Linked DNA regions of Sus scrofa: region 2 is linked to region 1. Evidence: chromatin contacts called from public HiChIP or PLAC-seq data. All regions are on one chromosome and are shown on one strand. Each heading gives the region's core, a stretch centred on a gene start, on an enhancer-like site or on the middle of the called end of the contact. The rest is flanking DNA. Distances are from core to core; before and after follow the strand shown.

Evidence for each region. HiChIP or PLAC-seq counts read pairs in DNA pulled down with a chosen protein or histone mark.
Region 2: an H3K27ac HiChIP or PLAC-seq map of alveolar macrophages shows a contact between it and region 1. The contact joins two enhancer-like sites. A contact is called at or near these places in 1 of 47 Hi-C or Micro-C datasets (blood) and 1 of 2 datasets of contacts at active chromatin or transcription factors (alveolar macrophages).

What each region holds. Positions count from the first base shown.
Region 1 is chr6:58,951,700-58,955,050 of Sscrofa11.1, reverse strand. It overlaps the pseudogene LOC100516019. Among named protein-coding and RNA genes, the nearest start is that of TTYH1, 62 kb to the right of the region's middle. Within about 2 kb of position 1,455, at least 2 of the 83 cell types and tissues checked have an H3K27ac peak or open chromatin away from gene starts, as enhancers often do. A contact at or near this core is called in alveolar macrophages, where this site is marked.
Region 2 is chr6:59,180,136-59,183,194 of Sscrofa11.1, reverse strand. No RefSeq gene overlaps it. Among named protein-coding and RNA genes, the nearest start is that of NLRP2, 9.8 kb to the left of the region's middle. Within about 2 kb of position 1,749, at least 1 of the 83 cell types and tissues checked has an H3K27ac peak or open chromatin away from gene starts, as enhancers often do. A contact at or near this core is called in alveolar macrophages, where this site is marked.

The DNA.
Region 1 (3,351 bases), core at 206-2,705:
AGTACTTTATAACGTATACCTATATTCAGGTTCTCCCTGACAGCTTATTACAATATAGTGAATAGAGTTCCCTGTGCTATACAGTAGGTTCTTATTGCTTATCTGTGTTTATATAGTAGTATATGTCTCGTAATCTCAGATTCCTGACTGATGCCTCCTTCCCCCTAGTCACGAACTCTTTATCAAGAAGCTCCAACTCCAGCAAATGCTGGGCACAACTTGACACCATCGGAACAAAAGGCCCCCTCCTGTGAAATCTGGGTTTTTGTACTATTTTATGTCGTTGTTCTATCTTTTCTATAATTCAGAGAAATTGTTCATTTTGATCATGGTATCTCTTAACCTATCATGAAACAACTTACCACTTTTTTATTCAATCAGTGATTTCCCACTGACAGGACTGCTTTTTGTTATCAAAGCACAGTCCCTAGGAGTTCCCATTGGGGCTCAGTGGTAACAAACCCGACTAGTATCCATGAGGATGTGGGTTCAATCCTTGGCCTTGCTCAGTGGGTTAAGGATCTGGCGTTGCCGTGAGCTGTGGTGTAGGTCGCAGATGCTGGTGGATCTGGTGTTGCCTAGGAACGTCCATATGCCCCCCCCCAAAAAAAACCACCCCAAAGCACCCTGCCTAAGGGGTGTTATTTCTTAGGAAATTAAAACGTGGAGAAGCTAGATAGTGCTGCGTGTAAACGAAGGTGCCACCCTGGTATGTATCAGAAGTGTGTGAGTGTGCTTGTGTGTGCCCATGCATTTTGTATTTGCACGTGTGTATTTGTGCGCATGTGTGTGAATACCTGCGTGTGAATGTGCAGATCATGATGCAGTGCCCTTTGGCGGAAGCAATAAAATGTCTTGGTCTATCATTGACCTGATCAATGGAGCTGCCTCCTCTTAATGACAGGACACACCTCTGCCTTCCTTTCTCTCTCTCCCTCCCTCTCTCCCCCACCTCCCCTCTGCCAGAGTTTAATTCTTAGCCCCTCCCACTCATCATAAACACTCTAGCGTTTGTTCCGACTCAGCCTTCCCCTCCCCACGCTCCTCCCCAGGAAGGTGTCCAGAGTGGAGGAAACAATCGCCTAATGTGACCGTTGAGGCCCCTCTGGGTTCCTGCTGGCCCTGGGTCCGAGCTGACGTGGTCTGTGGGTTTTCTCGCTGGGTTGCTGGAGGCTCCCGCTGATGTCGGTGCCCAGTGATCAGGTATCCATCCTCCCTCTGCTCCCTCAGGGCCTGGGGTCCCCTCAGAAGGTCCCAGTGCCCACTTTGTCCCCAGGGTTCAGTGAATGTGTCTGGGCATCTGGTTCTGCCTCACTGTAACCCCTTTGCATTCATCCCCCCTGGACACACCTCCAGGACATGGAGGGGGGTTCCGAGGGCAAGGGAGCCCCTCTCTTCCTGCCTGGCCCTGCAGCGCCACCAGGGATGCTACACGTGGCTTGTCCTCCAGGTGGCGCTCGGAGGACGGAAACCTCCCAGCTGGTGAGTTGCAGCAGGTCCTGAGATGGGAACGGTGAGTCTGGTTCCCACGCGGGTCTGCGGCCCCCATCACTTCGAGCTGGCCGACCCTGGGCACATTAATCTCAGTCCCTTTTTTCTTCAAGAAAAATGGGGACACTCTGTGGAGGGTTCCATACAAGGATTCAACGTGCTTACATAGTACTGAAATCTCAATCACACTCTTGTAAGAGCTGCCTGGATCTAGGTTGAACTTTTAAAATATTCTTAAGATATATAATAACATTTTAAATACCAGACCTGTAACAGGCATGCAGGTTTCTTATGTTTCTATTTTTAAAGAACAATAAAAGATGGAAAAATGAGAGCCGGACACTGGCGCCTCCTCCTGGACTTTCAGGGGAACTTTCCCTTTGTAATCAGAATGGAAACTGGCTCCACAAGCTGGAAGGTGACCCCAAGAAGCAGGCTCGGGGCTCTCCTGGTGAGGGGGTTCCCGCGACCCCATATGCTGGGAGGCACAGCTGGTCCCGCTCTAGGGAAATGGCCCTGCAGATCCCAAGAGTTTCTTTGTTGAGCCAGCATGGGGTGGCCTGTTTAGAAGCCCTGTATCATCAGCAACAACGCTAAATAATCAAGTGGGTAACTGTGAACTCACTTAACTCTGTGTGAACTGACTTTAGGAAATGACACAGGGACCTGGGAAGGGGAGGAGGGATATTTCATATAACACAGCCACGGGGCCCGCCCACGTGTCCGTGATCAGCGGTCAGGAGCGAGGCGTGGTCTTGCAGGCGTGGGATTCAGAGCGCGCTGGGCGGACTGACCCGAGGCACGTGGAAGAGAAGATGAAGAGCAGACTCGGGCAGATATGGGGCTCCGCTTTCTGCGCACCTAATTCAGGGGCTCTGGGGCCACAGCCACTAAGGCAGCCACACCCCTTACCTGAGTGAAGGCTGTCCCGCTGTCCGAATGGTGTTTCATCTGTGTAACTATTACAGCCAATAGACCCCAACGTGTAAAGACTCAGGTGATAGGAATTAGTTCCTCTCTCCAAGTAAACAGGTGAATCTGATTCCAGCTCAGCAGGGAGGTGATTTAAAATACCGTATATGAGAAAAAGAATGTGTATATATGTGTGACTGGATCACTATGTTGTACAGCTGACATTGACACAATACTGTAAATCAGCTCTACTCTAATAAAAAGAATAATAAAATACCGTGTATTAATTTTTTAATGTGAGGGAAAATGAGGGAGATCAGGAGATGCCTGTCAATGAAAAGATACTTTGCTCCTCACAGTTCCCAGGAGGAAGGGGCATGCATGCCACCAACCAGGGCCTCATGGGGAAGCCCTAGAGGCTGAAAGAGACGGAGTGAAGGAAAAAAGTGGGCAAGACCTTTACTGTATCTTCCATGAGAAGGAACAGGTAGGGAAGGGTAAGCAGGCTTGGGACTGGCGGGTTTAATGATTTCAGTGCCTTTCTTGGGTGGAGAGGGTGTCCCTAGTTGGCCATTACCTGGCCTTGGGGTGACAAGGGCAGGTGGATAGTTGCCCAGACTGAAGTCCCATAAAGAATATGGTAGGGGTGAGGATTCTGGATTGGTTGTGTTGGGAGGGGGGGGTTATTGGGTTTTTTTGATAAGTACACCCCAGGAAGAAGATTCTTGCAATGCAGGAGGCCAGAGGCCAATGTAAGTGACTTAGGCATACAATCAGGTTATCTAGGAAAAAGCATGTCTAGTGCCACCCTTAAAATTAAATGTCCAGTTATTTTACCAGCAAAAGGAGTTTATTTAGGAATGGTAGAGGAATTGCTATTCGGGAATTCAAGCTATTGCAAAAAACAGTCAAGTCCAGAGAACAAAGGAACAGTTTACAGAGACAAAG
Region 2 (3,059 bases), core at 500-2,999, 230 kb before region 1:
GCTGGCTGATGAAATGAGCCGATGTCTATGTGATGGGGCTTCTGAGAATGGTAGCACCATCCTGATAAAAGGGGCAGAGAGAGCCGAGTGCTCCTTCCATATTTGTCCCTCTGTCCTGCCTGGCATGCAGACGAGTCCTGCCATCATGACGGTTAAAGCCCCTGCTGAAGGCGGCAGGGCTCCAAGAAGGACTATGGACCCTGTGGGGGTCAGGTTGCTGCACCCGAATCTACTTCGGTGCAGCTTAGATGTGAGGGGATCAAGCCAGCTTCCCTCTATCTGATCCCCCACGTGAACATCCGCCTCTAAAAACGGGAAATTGTCAGCCCAACGTCCAACCACAGGCCTTTTAAATCTGCTGCATTGGGGCCTGAGACAAATCTTGTTGATCACCTAACTTTTTTTCAACTAAGTTTATATTTTTCATGCTAATTAAACATAAACGAAAATCCATTCACGTAACATAAATTTCATGTGAACCTGTTATGTGAACAGTTCAGTGGCCTTTGGTTCATTCACAGTGTTGTGTGACCAGCACCTCTGTCTAGGTCCAGGCGTTTTCATCACCTCAGGAGGAAACCCTTCTCCTCTAAGCAGCTGCTCCCCAGTGTCCCCCCTCTCCATCCGCTGGGAACCACAGTCTGCTTCCTGTCTCTAAGCAGTTCCCTATTCTGGAAGTTTTGCATAAGTGGAGTCTCCCATTTTATGCAAAGGTTAACTCAGAATGGACCAGAGAGCTAAACATAAGGGGAAAAATCACCTAACATTTTAAGGTATTTATGAGCCCACCTCGAGTTTGATGCAGGCTCAAGACAGAGGACATCTTTCTTCCTTCCTGTCTTCCTTCCTTTCTTTCGTCTTTTTGCCATTTCTTGGGCCGCTCCTGCGGCACATGGAGATTCCCAGGCTAGGGGTCCAATCGGAGCTGCGGTCGCCGGCCTACGCCAGAGCCACAGCAACACGGGATCCGAGCCGCGTCTGCATCTGCAGCCTACACCACAGCTCACGGCAACGCCGGATCCTTAACCCACTGAGCAAGGGCAGGGACTGAACCTGCACCTCATGGTTCCTCGTCGGATTGGTTAACCGCTGCGCCACGACGGGAACTCCCATTTTTCTAATTCCCTTCTCTTCTCCGATTAACAGAGCGGCTATGATCCTCCCTTCCCAACTCCTCACCTTCCTCAAAAGGCACAAAAACCCCGCCCTAAACCTCCTCAATATCTCAGATTTTTTTCTCGTTTGCAGAGTCTTTCTTGGCCCTATGATTTCAGGGTTGTTTTCAGATCGCAGGTACTACACACTTCTTCCTTTTTAAAGAAATGATGCGACTGCGCCTTTCCCAGTGCTGTTTATACGCCAATCGGTGTCAGTCATGTAAGTCAGCCTTTTCTGAAAGGGGTCAGTGAGGTCATGGTGTCGAGGGGATCCTTGCACACACGGAGAAGAGAGATCTAGAGGGTGAGGTGAGCGCCAGCTTCCCTCCAGATGTCCAGTGTTAAAGCCAGTACTCTTGCGAGAGCCTGTGACCCCAGTTCCTCTGCTCCCTGATTGAGAGACCACCACCCCAGCACCCCCAGAAATCCCAGGCAAAAATGAAGGTCATTCAGAAGAGCAAAGTCAAGTGATCACGCAGCATCAAGTGTTTAGTTAAGCCGGGAGACGTTCCGTCATAAGTCACAGCCTCCTGTGTCTTCAAGGGTGGTGATTACCACAGCATACCTGTCGGATATGGCAGGAAAGAGTCACACGTGTCACGTGACTGTAATTGCAGCAGTTATCTTTCTCGGAAAGAGTATGTGTTTACCTCCCTCCGCATGTTCAGTCGTTCTGTTTTATCACATTGCGGGGGGAGATTCTCGTCACTCCTCCTGACCTTCCTGTCTTTACTCCGCATGCGTCTTATTGGCGTGAGGACACGTTGAGGAGAAGAATGATTCAGCCCCCTTGTGGATACCTGTCAGAGAAGGACGCGTCCCACTTCCTTTGTATTTAGCAGATGATTTCTCAAGAAGAGCAATTTCAAGAAGAATGGTAGGATAAGAAGCTAGATTGCAGGGACCTGAACATGCCTGAGTTGTCTTAACTTGGAGACCTGCGTGTCGAATGCTACTTCTAGAAACTCCCCTAAAAGAGAGAGACGAGAGATTAGGTACAGTGTTAGGGAAAATGAGAAATTAGAGGGGTTCCCATCATGGCGCAGCGGGAATGAATTTGACTAGGAACCATGACGTTTCGGGTTCCATCCCTGGCCTCGCTCAGTGGGTTAAGGATCCGGCGTTGCCGTGAGCTGTGGTGCAGGTCACAGATGCGGCTCGGATCCCACGTTGCTGTGACTGGTGTAGGCTGGCAGCAACAGCTCCGATTAGACCCCTAGCCTGGGAACCTCCCTATGCCACAGGTGTGACCCTAAAAAGACAAAAAGACCCAAAAAAAAGAGAAAGAAATTAGATACCAGCTTCCTATGGCAACTCATGAATCCATTGACTTTCAAGAGTCTTTTCACCTTTGATACCATGAAATGCTTACATACAAAATAGTGCTATTCTATATTGTGCTCATTTGGGTGAAATTAATCTGGTTTACACTCATATTCCAGCGACTTTAGGGAGCTGAAGTTCGTCAAGAGAAAAAAACCCATTTAAAGTTACGGAAGGCATCATTGTCAGGGTCTGCCCTCCAAGAATAATTGTGTCTTTGCACAAAGAGGAGTTTGAATTGAAACCTCACTAACCTTTCAAAGGTCTGACCTCCAAACATTCAAAGAAAGGGAGGAGGAATTTTTATCATAGCGACTTACCAGTGGAATGAAGAGAGAGACAAAGAAGCAGGCTGCTACTCACTCACCTCCCGCTCCGGGACTTGCGTCCTGGCTGTAAGGGCTGCAAGCCGAGGAAACCTTACATTAAGGAGTTTCTCCTGCTGCCCAAGCTCCGGGATTGGCCCTCGAGACCCAATCCCATTGCAGAGAACTTCCTGCATCCACACGATGATGGATACGTGGGGACCATTTCCTCAGTTTGTGTCCAGTTCTTCTAGACCAGTGGTTCTCAACCTTG